Regions from separate parts of the Mus musculus genome. Here regions 1, 2 and 4 are each linked to region 3. Evidence: chromatin contacts called from public Hi-C and promoter capture Hi-C data. All regions are on one chromosome and are shown on one strand. The core of a region is the stretch at or near the end of the contact, and the rest is flanking DNA. Distances in the headings are between cores, read along the strand shown.

The links. Promoter capture Hi-C pulls out the DNA fragments that hold promoters and counts their contacts. A called contact is a pair of places that touch in the nucleus more often than the background predicts.
Region 1: a promoter capture Hi-C map of pre-B cells shows a contact between it and region 3. The contact joins the promoter of Megf9 here to the promoter of Tlr4 in region 3. A contact is called at or near these places in 1 of 39 promoter capture datasets (pre-B cells) and 1 of 484 Hi-C or Micro-C datasets (pro-B cells).
Region 2: a Hi-C map of B cells shows a contact between it and region 3, with 5 read pairs. The contact joins the promoter of Akna here to the promoter of Tlr4 in region 3. A contact is called at or near these places in 1 of 39 promoter capture datasets (liver) and 1 of 484 Hi-C or Micro-C datasets (B cells).
Region 4: a promoter capture Hi-C map of pre-B cells shows a contact between it and region 3, with 3 times the contacts expected there. The contact joins the promoter of Cdk5rap2 here to the promoter of Tlr4 in region 3. A contact is called at or near these places in 1 of 39 promoter capture datasets (pre-B cells) and 3 of 484 Hi-C or Micro-C datasets (B cells, LSK cells and hematopoietic stem and progenitor cells).

What each region holds. Positions count from the first base shown.
Region 1 is chr4:70,533,506-70,536,205 of GRCm38.p6, forward strand. Megf9 (multiple EGF-like-domains 9) reads right to left here and starts at 1,423. Exons shown (of 6, transcript NM_172694.2): 1 at 723-1,423. The coding sequence starts at 1,317.
Region 2 is chr4:63,402,011-63,404,710 of GRCm38.p6, forward strand. It overlaps Akna (AT-hook transcription factor), which reads right to left and starts at 1,435. Exons shown (of 22, transcript NM_001045514.3): 1 at 1,209-1,435. Gm52742 (a long non-coding RNA gene) reads left to right here. Exons shown (of 3, transcript XR_003955424.1): 3 at 1-116.
Region 3 is chr4:66,826,232-66,828,931 of GRCm38.p6, forward strand. Tlr4 (toll-like receptor 4) reads left to right here and starts at 1,320. Exons shown (of 3, transcript NM_021297.3): 1 at 1,320-1,690. The coding sequence starts at 1,601.
Region 4 is chr4:70,409,141-70,411,840 of GRCm38.p6, forward strand. Cdk5rap2 (CDK5 regulatory subunit associated protein 2) reads right to left here and starts at 1,295. Exons shown (of 37, transcript NM_145990.4): 1 at 1,072-1,295. The coding sequence starts at 1,127.

The DNA.
Region 1 (2,700 bases), core at 173-2,672, 3.7 Mb after region 3:
AGTTGTATCTTAACTTTGCTTGAACACTTTCACCAGCAGAAGAGCTGCATTTCCTATTGTGAGTTCAAACAGAAATTGGCATGTCAGCATCAGCAGTAATGAACATCCTACTTTAAAAAGGGGCAAAGATGGGCATCCCTGCTCAAATGGCATTTGCTCAATTACTGACCTTGGAACTGAGACAGAATGAAGTGGTGCAAGGAAGGGATTTAACCTAATTTATAAACTTGCTCAACCTAGATACACACCTGTCCCAAATGACCTATAAAATCTACTTATTTGCAGAGAAAACACGGACTACAATGCCGTTTCTGTTTGTAAGCAAACTACATTGTTCATCTGGGGGAATCCCGTAAAGGTTTTTACCTGCGCATTGATAAAGCACCATCCTAGCTTTCAAACTTTCCCCCAAATATCCCAGGTAGGGTGGCCTTCTGGGCGGATCCAATACAAAAGTTTGTGTCCATTCTGGGACTCTGACAAAGGCCAGAAAACCCTGTTTTAGGAAGAGACCCTAAGCCTTCCATATAGCAGCAGCTCCCTCTGGATGGAGCATGGCACCAGGTTGGGGGACAAAAGACTTTCTAGATTTGGAGGGATTGGGGGTTTACTTTAACTGGAGCTCGGATCTTCCCTTGGGAAGCTCTTGGGCAAGAAGCGGCCAGGGTGACGAGGCCGGTGTGTAAATAGGCAGTGCCTGGGGGAAGGTCCAGAGGACTCACCTGGGGGAGGAGAAGTAGGGGCTTCGGTGACAGGTGCGGTGGGCGGGACTCCGCTACTGTTGCTGCTTCTGTCCGGGGACTCGGCAGTTGGGGTCCCTGGAGTGCTGGAAGCCTGAGCGGTGGTGACTACAGAGGTGGTCGGCGGCTGGCCAACTGTGCTCGCAAGGGTGGTGGGCGCGGGTCTGGAGGGTGGTGATTCCGTGGTGGGAGTGTGTCCGTCCTCCGAAGGGGTGGCGGGCGAGAGGTCCAGAGCCGGGAAGGGGGTGGCAGCGGGTTGTGCGCTGGTGCGAAGAGGAGGAATGATCTCCGGGGAGCCGGCTGACGGGGTTGTAGCCCCGGTTTTGCGGACTGTGGTGCGCGGGGGACCGGTCCGCGGGGCCTGCGCGGTGGGAGCCGCGGTCTTAGGGAAGGGGCTGCTGGCTTGGTCCCGAAGCCCCGGGCTGGGCGACGGGACCACCTGCCCCTCGGCCCCGCCGCCACCGGTGACATTCCCTGCCGAGGCTGTGGAAGCGGCTGCGGCGGCCGCGCAGCACAACAGGGCGAGGCCGCCCAGGCTCGGCAGGCTCCTCATGGCGCGCTCGGCTCCGCCATTCATTCATTCATCCAGTCGATCGGTCAGTCATCTTCTCCTCCCTGCCGTCCGACCAAGGAAAGCGTTGCCGCCGCTGCCGCCACCAAGAGCACCATCGCCACCTCCCTCTGACAGGCGGCCGGCCCCGCGGGCGGGCCTCAACGCGGAGGGAGCGACTGGGCGGAGCGCGCACTGCCCGCCCTCCTCGATAGGCAGCGAAGCCTGGCCAATCGGAAGCCGCGTTGGCCCACGTGATCCGCCCGCTCCCCGGCCTCTTTGTAACGGCGCAGACCAATCAGAGGACTCCAAGGGAAGAGGGCGGGACGTCGGGAGGCGCGAGAGGTGTTGGAGCCGGCTGGGTTCGCTGCGGCTCCGGCTTTGTCTACCCACAGAGCGGGGCGCGGGCCTTGGGCATCCAACGCCGCCGAGCAGACAAAGGACGCGGCCCGCGCGGCAGATTCCAGGCCAAATCATCTGTTCCACTGGGCTGCGAGCTGGACCCGGGGCGGGGAGTCCCCTGTGGACAGCGTCTCCACCCTTCTGAACAATGGGGGCGCCGGAACCGCACCCGGACTCGGGCGGGGGCTGGGTTACATCCCCGCGACGGGCGAGGGTGGTGGCAGCTAATATATTAGATGGAGCTCGGCTCTCACTCTGTTGCTCAAGACAGCCGGCCTTGGCCCTGCGGTATCAACACTGTCAACCCCATTTCAGAGATGGGGAAATTAAAGCTCTTGCTGATGGCTTCAGCAAGCCAACTTCTGTGCCCCCACTAAGCACCTGCTGATGGCATGGGCCTGCACTAAGCCAGATGGGACGGCCTGGAGCCCCATCCTGAGCACAAGAGGGTGTGGAGGAGACAAACTGGCATGCACAGTTTATGCTCAGAACCTCGGAAAGAATAGAATATGACCAGGTTGAATTTCAGCTCCTTGTCTCTCTTGCTGAGTGGTTTTGTGGCTCAAGCAGTTTTCTTAACCACGTAAATGGTGAGATGAGAGGGCACACCCCATCCCCCTCACAGAGTTGTGAAAATGAAATCATGTACTTGAAGGGTTTAACCCAATGCTTGGCCCACGGTTGTAAACCGTCATTAATGCTAACCACTTGGGGTTGCACTATGTCAGGACAAGCCTAAGGTTGGAAAGCAGCCCGCATTGCCTCTGAGTCCCCAGAGATTCCTGCCTGTTGCCTGCATTGGGGTTGGGCTGATAACAGAGCTTGACCCTGGATGACATTAAACTCTGGAGGAAGTTGGAAATCAGGCAGGCAAACTTGCACCATCACCCAGGATCCAGCGCTGCGGGACATGGTAGCCTCAGCTGAGCAACTTTTAGGTGCAATCTGGCAGGACAAGTTTGTCATCTGATGGCTTAATTCCATCCCAACAGCCTCACTGTAAACCCA
Region 2 (2,700 bases), core at 185-2,684, 3.4 Mb before region 3:
GAGGGCCAGCCCCTCTATAACTAGGTCCTGCTAATGGTTGGGCCATTGAGCTAAAGGTCCCCACCTGCCCCCAGAGAAACTGCACCCCACCCTCCCCAAAAAAACACCAAACACTGCTTTCTCTATGTCCTTGCTTCTTATCACCTAACACCTGTACAGAACTGATCTCCATGTTGTCACACCCTCCAGGGATTCTATTTAGCAACTAGCTAGGCAATGCCCTGTTCCCCACACACTGCTTCATACAGCTCTCTCTCTCTCGAGCGCGCGCGTGCGTGCGTGCATGTGTGTGTGTGTGTGTGTGTGTGTGTGTGTGTGTGTGTGTGTGTGTGCGTGCGTGTGCGTGTGTGTCCAGGATGATCCTCCCCCACTGAAGCTTCAACCTTCAGCAGCCCTGGCATTCAGAATCTCCATGCTACCCAGCTAGAGAGAGCCAGGACATCCCCACCTTAACCTCATCCCGATGAGGAAACAGAGGCACCCACCTAATGAGAACAACCAGGAAGTTTAGAACACTGTGACTATTAAACCAAGGCCAGGAGATGTATAGGAGGCAGGAGGATGGCAGGGGAAAGACCTCCTTACCAAGCTGCTGGACCCTTTTGAAGGGCTGGGCTGTGGGGCTCCAAAGCAAGTTTGGATCCGTGGCAGGGCATAGACCTGTTCACAGGAGTGGCCTTTGGCCTGCGGCAAGTGGAGATACCCATGACGGATGTCCCCGGACTGTCCCTTGGCTCACCCAAAGAGCCTGGGAGGAACTAACAAGGGGCCAGGCTATTACTGACTCTCATCTTGTCCTACTGTAGCTCTAAGCTGGCTTCCTGGCCCCCACTTTGTCCCTGCCCTTATTTGGGTAGGAGGGTGTCATCTCCTGGCCTGTTCCTCACTTCCGAACATCTCGAGACCCTCAGTAACCCAAGCACTAACTGGCCTTGAGATGAGCCCACCCCGGGGGACAGAGAGGGACCAACACGGGTCCAAGTTCACCAAGGGAACCAAATTGGATCTGGAACTGGAAACTAGCATCTTGGGGTCCACTCTTTCGTGGGGGCCGGACTCCCAGAACTGGACAGGAGTGGCAGCAGCTGCGTAGCTGTGATTTCCTGGCTGGGCTGGGCTGCCTGCCAGGGTTGTCCAGAGTCTATGACTGGCCCATCCAGAGGGAAGGCGGCCTTCCCTCTGGCCCTCCTCCTGGCTCAGCTCCTTACCTCACTAGTACTACACCACCATCCTGCCGGCCTGGGCTCAGGGGAGCTGCCCACAAGGTCTTTGTTTCAAACCTGGGGAGCCCCCTGCCTCCACAGCAGCCTGGAACGCCTCCAGACTGCTCTGCCAGCCAGAACGGCCTCAGCTCACAGACAAGCATCCCTCCCCACTTCTCCCCGCCCCTGCAGCTGAGGCCTTGCCTTGCCTCCTCCTCCTTGCAGGAAGCGCCCAGCCTGATTTCCTACAAGTGTTTGTGAAAAGGAGGGGGGGTTACTCTGCGGAGCTGGCGCCAAGAGCTTAACCCTTTGCTGGGCAAGTGTGGGGCTGCATTGATGGGAAGAGAACTTCTGAGGCCTTGAGTTTGAGACCACCTCAGTTGCAACCACAACCGTGCTTGTACGAGCAGGAAGTCCAGAGAAGGCTTGGCTAAAGTCACATTGCATGCCGGTCCCAGGAAGAGGAGCCTGCAGTTCCTCCACTCCCACCCCAAAATTGGTCTCTTCCATCACCGAAGACTTTATCAAAGCCTCTCCCACTGTGTAGGTCTCATTGCCCATCCTCACAGGAGGGAAAGGGGAACCTCAGCCTTGGCGCTTGCTCCTGTCTGTCCAGCTTTAACTTCGTCTACTAACACAAGTCTCATCATCTCAGGGCAGACTTAGGGATTTCTGCCCTTCCACTTACTGTCCATGCCTAGAGATAAGATGAGCCTGCACTGGAATTGTCTAGGTAAGAAGGAAGAACTAGAGGATCAGGTGAACATCTCCTCTTGTAGCTTCTCCCTCAGAGGCCCCAGAGATGAAGGAACAGAATTATCTTCATGGCCAACCTGTGGCTCCTCAGGTCCCTTCACCTCTGTGAGAGGTGTAGCCATCTGAAGAAGCAGGGTGGGACACAGACACATCACACCTGGCCCTTCACTCTATAGTGAAGTGTGTAAGATGTCAGGTGTGCCTGAGGCAGAGTATGAGACAGGCTGGTGACCAACGTCTCCTGCTGCTTTGGTATCTCTGAGGCTGAGGACTCGCAGATCCTAGGGAAACACCCGAGGTTTCAGGTCTCAGATGCTGGACCTGCCCTGGCTGAAGACAGGGGCCTGAGAGTAACAAGCTGAGTGGGGGTGAGGCAGGACTATCAGGAAGGTCTGGGTGGGGAGGCCACAGTCACACAAGCGGCCGGAAGGACAGAGAGGCAGAAGCAAGCCGCAAGCATGACTGATGAGAATGTTCTAGAAAGGCAGCTGCAGAGACCTGAGAGAAGCAGGAGGCCCTTGAAGACAACAGGATATGATGTGAGAGGACTCAGGGGCCGGGGCAGGAGGTACAGAATCTGACCTTCAGGATCCAGGCTGACGGGGCAGGCAGGAGGAGGCAGGAGCCAGGTAGAAGGAAGATGCTGCAGGAGCCCTAAGTCCGCTCCTGGCTCTCTACTCTGCCCCTGCTGACCCAGAGAGTCAGGAAACAGAAGAGACATGAGGTCAACCCTCTGCCATCC
Region 3 (2,700 bases), core at 70-2,569:
TGGTATTTTCATCTTCTTATCAGAAGCTTCCCTGGGAAGCTACCACATGCCAGCAGTCCACAGATGATCCAAGCAGAATCACATAGCCTTCTAAGTGTATGTATTCTAAATATTAGTATTTAGATATGTCAAATAATGTAAATATGTAAAGAAGGAGGGAGGTAAAAACTGTTCTCAGGTTTACAGGGCTGAAAATGAGGCTCAGGAAATAAAATCATTTGGACAAGGTGATCTGGTGTTTAGTCATCTGACCTGACCTTTACTTCAGCAACTTCTGATTCCCTTCACTACTTCTTCACTAGCAGTGTCACATGTAGAATTATGTACTGTTCCCTAAAATTCATAGGCTGTGCCTGTTTCTGTGACTGCAATTTAAAAATTCATCTCCCAGTGCCATGTCCTATGACTTGAATTTAATGAGATAATTAAAGTAAACTAATGTCTTATGGGTCTGCCTTAATACAATATAACTGATTATTTTAAAAAAAGAGGTCAGGGGCCAGGGAGATATCTCAGTTGATAAAATGTTTCAAATTCATGAAGACCTGCAGATCCTCAGTAACAGCATTTAAAAAAATGAAATAAATAAACAAATAAAAAGCAAACATCGTAAAAAAACAACATCACAAACAACAAAAACCCGAATGCTGATATCTATAATTCCAGCACTGGGAAAAGGCTAGCTACAGGTGGGAGATCTCAAAACTTAACTGATCAGTCAGTATAGCCAAGGAATCAGTACCAGGTTCAGTTAGAGACCTCGGCTCCAAAACAATGGTGGAGCCTCTTGAGTTTCTCCCACAGCTCACGAGCCTGCTCCTATCTTTCCTGAACGTTCTCCTTTTAATAATAAACACTATGATCCTGTTTCCAATAATAAATAGTAATTAATAATAAAAGAAGATTGAGAACTGAGAACTGCAGAAGGCACTCAATAGTGAACTCTGGCTTTTACACACACACACACACACACACACACACACACACACACACACACACACACACACACACACGAAATATACATCCCCCCCGTGAACGAATGAACACGTACACACATAGGTAAAAGAAAGCATCATGACACAAGACACGGCAACTGATGATATCTTCATCCTGGGTTTTAATCTCTAGCATTGTGAGAAAATATGTTCCTCTAGTCTGAAACATCCAGTCCCTAATACTGTGCTCTGGGAGACTTGGGAGTCTAACTGAAGCAGTAAGCATCCTCTGTTGAAAATAAAGAAGGAATGAGGATGTTGCTCCACGCCAGTTCCCTGCCTTCACCAAGCCCAGAGGTCAGATGACTTCCTGGGATGAAAGCCAGCTTCCTCTTGCTGTTCCTCCAGTCGGTCAGCAAACGCCTTCTTCCTGTTCTAGTCTTCAGTCTTCTAACTTCCCTCCTGCGACGGGGCAGATCGATTCTAGAACAAAACCAAAAGTGAGAATGCTAAGGTTGGCACTCTCACTTCCTCTTTGAATATAGTACTTGCAGAGGGGCACCCACTGGGAGGGAAGAGGCAGGTGTCCCAGGGACTCTGCGCTGCCACCAGTTACAGATCGTCATGTTCTCTCATGGCCTCCACTGGTTGCAGAAAATGCCAGGATGATGCCTCCCTGGCTCCTGGCTAGGACTCTGATCATGGCACTGTTCTTCTCCTGCCTGACACCAGGAAGCTTGAATCCCTGCATAGAGGTATGTGTCTTGATCGCATGTGATCACACCCTTTCCTGCTAGCCTGCCTTGTTTCTCAAAACTATCCACAGCTCAGAGCTCCCTGTGTGTGCTCTGCTTAGTTTATTTTGCACGAAGGAGTTAAACTAACCAAAAACTTGAGAAGCCTTGGCAACAAAAAGCCTCAGTGTTAACACAGGGCAGGAACAGGCAGCCAGGGGTGTCTTGTTTCATTTAAGGCGTCTGAGTCATGATTTAGGGACTTGAAATTAGTAAAACTAGTTTATAGTCATTGTTCTGTGACATACCTGAGAGTCGTTAAAGAACTTACTGAACGTCTCTGAGGCCAGTATTCACGGGACGAAAGCATGACTGTAATCACTGAAAAATGTAAGTAGGCTGTAATTTCAGGGCTTTCTGTGGGAACTCTGGCCACTCAGCTTTTAGCGGTCATTCCTTCCCTTTCCAAATCAAGTGAAGGTAGCTGTGTCTTTTCTGCTGCTTTCGAAGCATCTTTGAGATGCTTTGAGTGGTAGCTCAGCAGGTAAGGTCAGTGGCTGCCAAGCCTGATGAAAATCTGAGTTCAAGCCTCAAGCCTCACAAGTTAGAGGCAGGGAATCTCCTCCTTTAAGATGTCTTCTCACTTGCAAGTGTCTGCCTTGGCAGGTGTGTATATGCATGAGCACACACACAAATGAATAAAGGGAACAATTGTCTTAAATGAAAGAATTTCTATTAAAAAATAAAACAACAAAACACACAAAAACACAAAGACTTTTCTAAGTGATTTTAGTATTCTGCAACTAATTCTAGGAGATAAAGAAATGGGAGGGGTGAGGGAAGGAGAGGGACAGAGCAACTTAAAACATCAATTAGTTACTGCTAAGGCAGTAACTCCCGTTTTGGTCGAATACTGAGTCGTGAGTAATCTGACCCATGACTCATTCTTGTTTTCCTCCTGCACAGACCACGCAATTATCTTAGAAGCTCACAATAGAACTGAGCAAACAAGGAAGGAATTCGGGGTGAGG
Region 4 (2,700 bases), core at 45-2,544, 3.6 Mb after region 3:
AGACAAGGGTGGGACCGTCAGTGTGGATCTCCTAGCAGTGGAACCTGGATGTAAATAAGGGACACAGCAGAAACAGCAGGTACCCAAGCCTGAGAACAAGGAACAACTCAGTAAGATCGTTCCTGACCGAGCTTGGCAGTCAGGCACAGGGTAGAGGGCTTGGAGAAGAGACAGGGTTGGGAAGGGGTGGGGTGGGGGGTGGGGAGGCTAGAGAGGCAGATGCAGCCAATTATAGAGAAACTTGGAAGCCACAGTAGAGAACTTCATCCTGAAGATGACAAGGCACCTGGAGGGCCTAGGGCAGATTAAGAGATGAATGAGCAGGTATGAATGCAGCATCTGTCCAGTCAAGGCTGAGAGAGAAAGGAGGAGAGCATTAGCAGATCTCCTAGTTTAGTTCTCATGCCATCCGCCCGCTCTAAATGCCCCAAATAATCCAATTTCTGGTCCCAGGGGATCTGAAGAGAAGCCACAACTTGTAATAGTGGTAGTCATCATCCTTTTCACCACGGTTGAATGTCAGCCAATACAACTGCTGGGTAGCCATTGCTTCTTTTCATTCTCATCCCGTTTTTGGTGAGTGCACATCGGCGTTAGTACACTTTTCAGTGGGGAAGTCAACTTACCAAGGTCACCTACGTGGTCAGGGTATAGGCCGTTTTTTTAATTAAATTTTGTCCATCTCTAGCCAAGGCTCCACAGAACTTTGTCCCGTGACCCCATAAACAAAGTCTAAAATAACAACTACACTCCCCATAATGAATGCAAAGCCCCAAACAAGAATCAACCACCTAAGTGCTCTGATGTCCAGTTCCAGCCACCCCCTACTAATTAGACCCATCTCCTCACACTCTTTCAAAAAGCCCCCCTGCCTAGCCTACACATCGTCCTCAAAGTACTCCAGAACACACAACACACAGTCCAATGTAGTGCTGGCTGGACACCCAGGTCCCACCACACTCGGGGCGCAGCCGAGACCATCCCCAAGCAAACCGAAGGCCTCCAGGGAGTGAGTCGCCATCAACGGGAACCCCAACCCAGGTACCACGAATCCCAAAGCCAGGGCCACACCTGCAACCGCTGAGGGTCCCAGGCAGGGCGCCTTCCTCTTCCATCCCCGAGTCCATCGTGAACGCAGAGTGGTGGCGCCGGTGTCGGCGGCGGCAGCGCCACTGGTTCCCCGGCAGTCGCGGCGCGCTCGGTTCCCCAGGTCCCGCCCCCTCCAACCCAGCTCTTGTTCTCAGTCAAGCGGCGCCGCTGGAATTCAAACCGCAGCCGCCGCCATCTTTCCCGGCGCTTCTTCCTACGGAAACAAGGCGGGGTCACCCAGGCACGCGCGGTGAAGCCGCCCTGCAACGACCCGAAACCGGGCAAGAAGAGCTTTGCCTGGACGCCATCTTAACTCAGGGCAGAACCTGCGCACTCCAGCGTGCAACACTAGGAGAAAAGAAGCGGTAGCCATGTTTCGTGGGTGAGGGCATTCGGGCCGAAGCCAAGGCGAGCGCCATATTTGTTGAGGGTAAAAGTCCGCCGGGATCAGTTAATTTAAGCGGGAGGTGGAACAGCTCAGAGTATCAATCTGTTTGGTGTTCCAGACTCATGACTCCAAAATCGCTCCTTAGGCTCTTTCTACCCAAAAGGCTCTGCCTTAAGTTGAGACTCAGATAATTGAGTTCTGCTTCGATTTAGAAAAATACCACCTGTGGAGCGCTATTACAAACGGTAGTTTACAGGGTTAGTTTCAAGCGGCATGCCTATAAAGGGGTCACCCATACTTCATGTGCATTTTGTTACTATTAGGACTCATGCACCAGCAATCAGTAAACAGAGACTCAGAGAGAAGAAATTACTTGCCCAAAGTAATAAACAAGTTTACTATCCACTAAAACCAGATCCTTAGCTCCTCGTATCAACATCTCAGCACTCTGGAACCATGTTTTAACCTTCTTGGCCAGTGAATGTATTCTAAGAAGAGACATTTCTCCCCTCCCAAACAAAGGTCCAGATTAAATTGGAATTTCAGCTTTTCCTGCCTTGAAACTCCTCCCACTCTCAGGAGTTTTTGTCACTTTTCTTTAATAAATCTACCCAGGAATAAGGAAGGGGAGGGGAGGGTTGGGGAAGACTGGAGAGGAGAAGGCTTGGATGTGGAACAGTGGTCCCTGGCAGTAAACCTGTTCTGTCACATCCCTTTGACTGGACAATCTGCAAGTTATTTTTTGTAAGAATAACCTGAGATAACTTTAGGAATTCTTTCAATAATAATTCTCATGTCCCTACAACCCTAAACACTCTTTCTTTGCAAACTGGCAATAAACAGAGATATGATTTGAGCCCAGGTCCTTCTAAACCCCAACGCCCTAAATGGTGCACACAGGCTATATTCCACAAGTATTCTGTTCTTTTTCCAACTTAGAACTTAAAGTTCAGACATGCGATCTATAATTGCTTGGGAGGAGGACCACTGAATAACCCCCATCCATACTCATACACACAACCCTAATTAAACTCAGTGAGGAGGAAAAGAACATGAAAGTAGGAGAGGGGGGAGGGAGAGGGAAAGTGGGGAGGTGGAGGGAGAGGGAGAGCAGGCAGTGGGAAAGAACAAAGGAGTCAGCATGCATGGATGGGGACAAGAGTGTATAATGGGAGGTGATGACTATGACCATAACACATTGTATACATGTATGAAATGTGAAA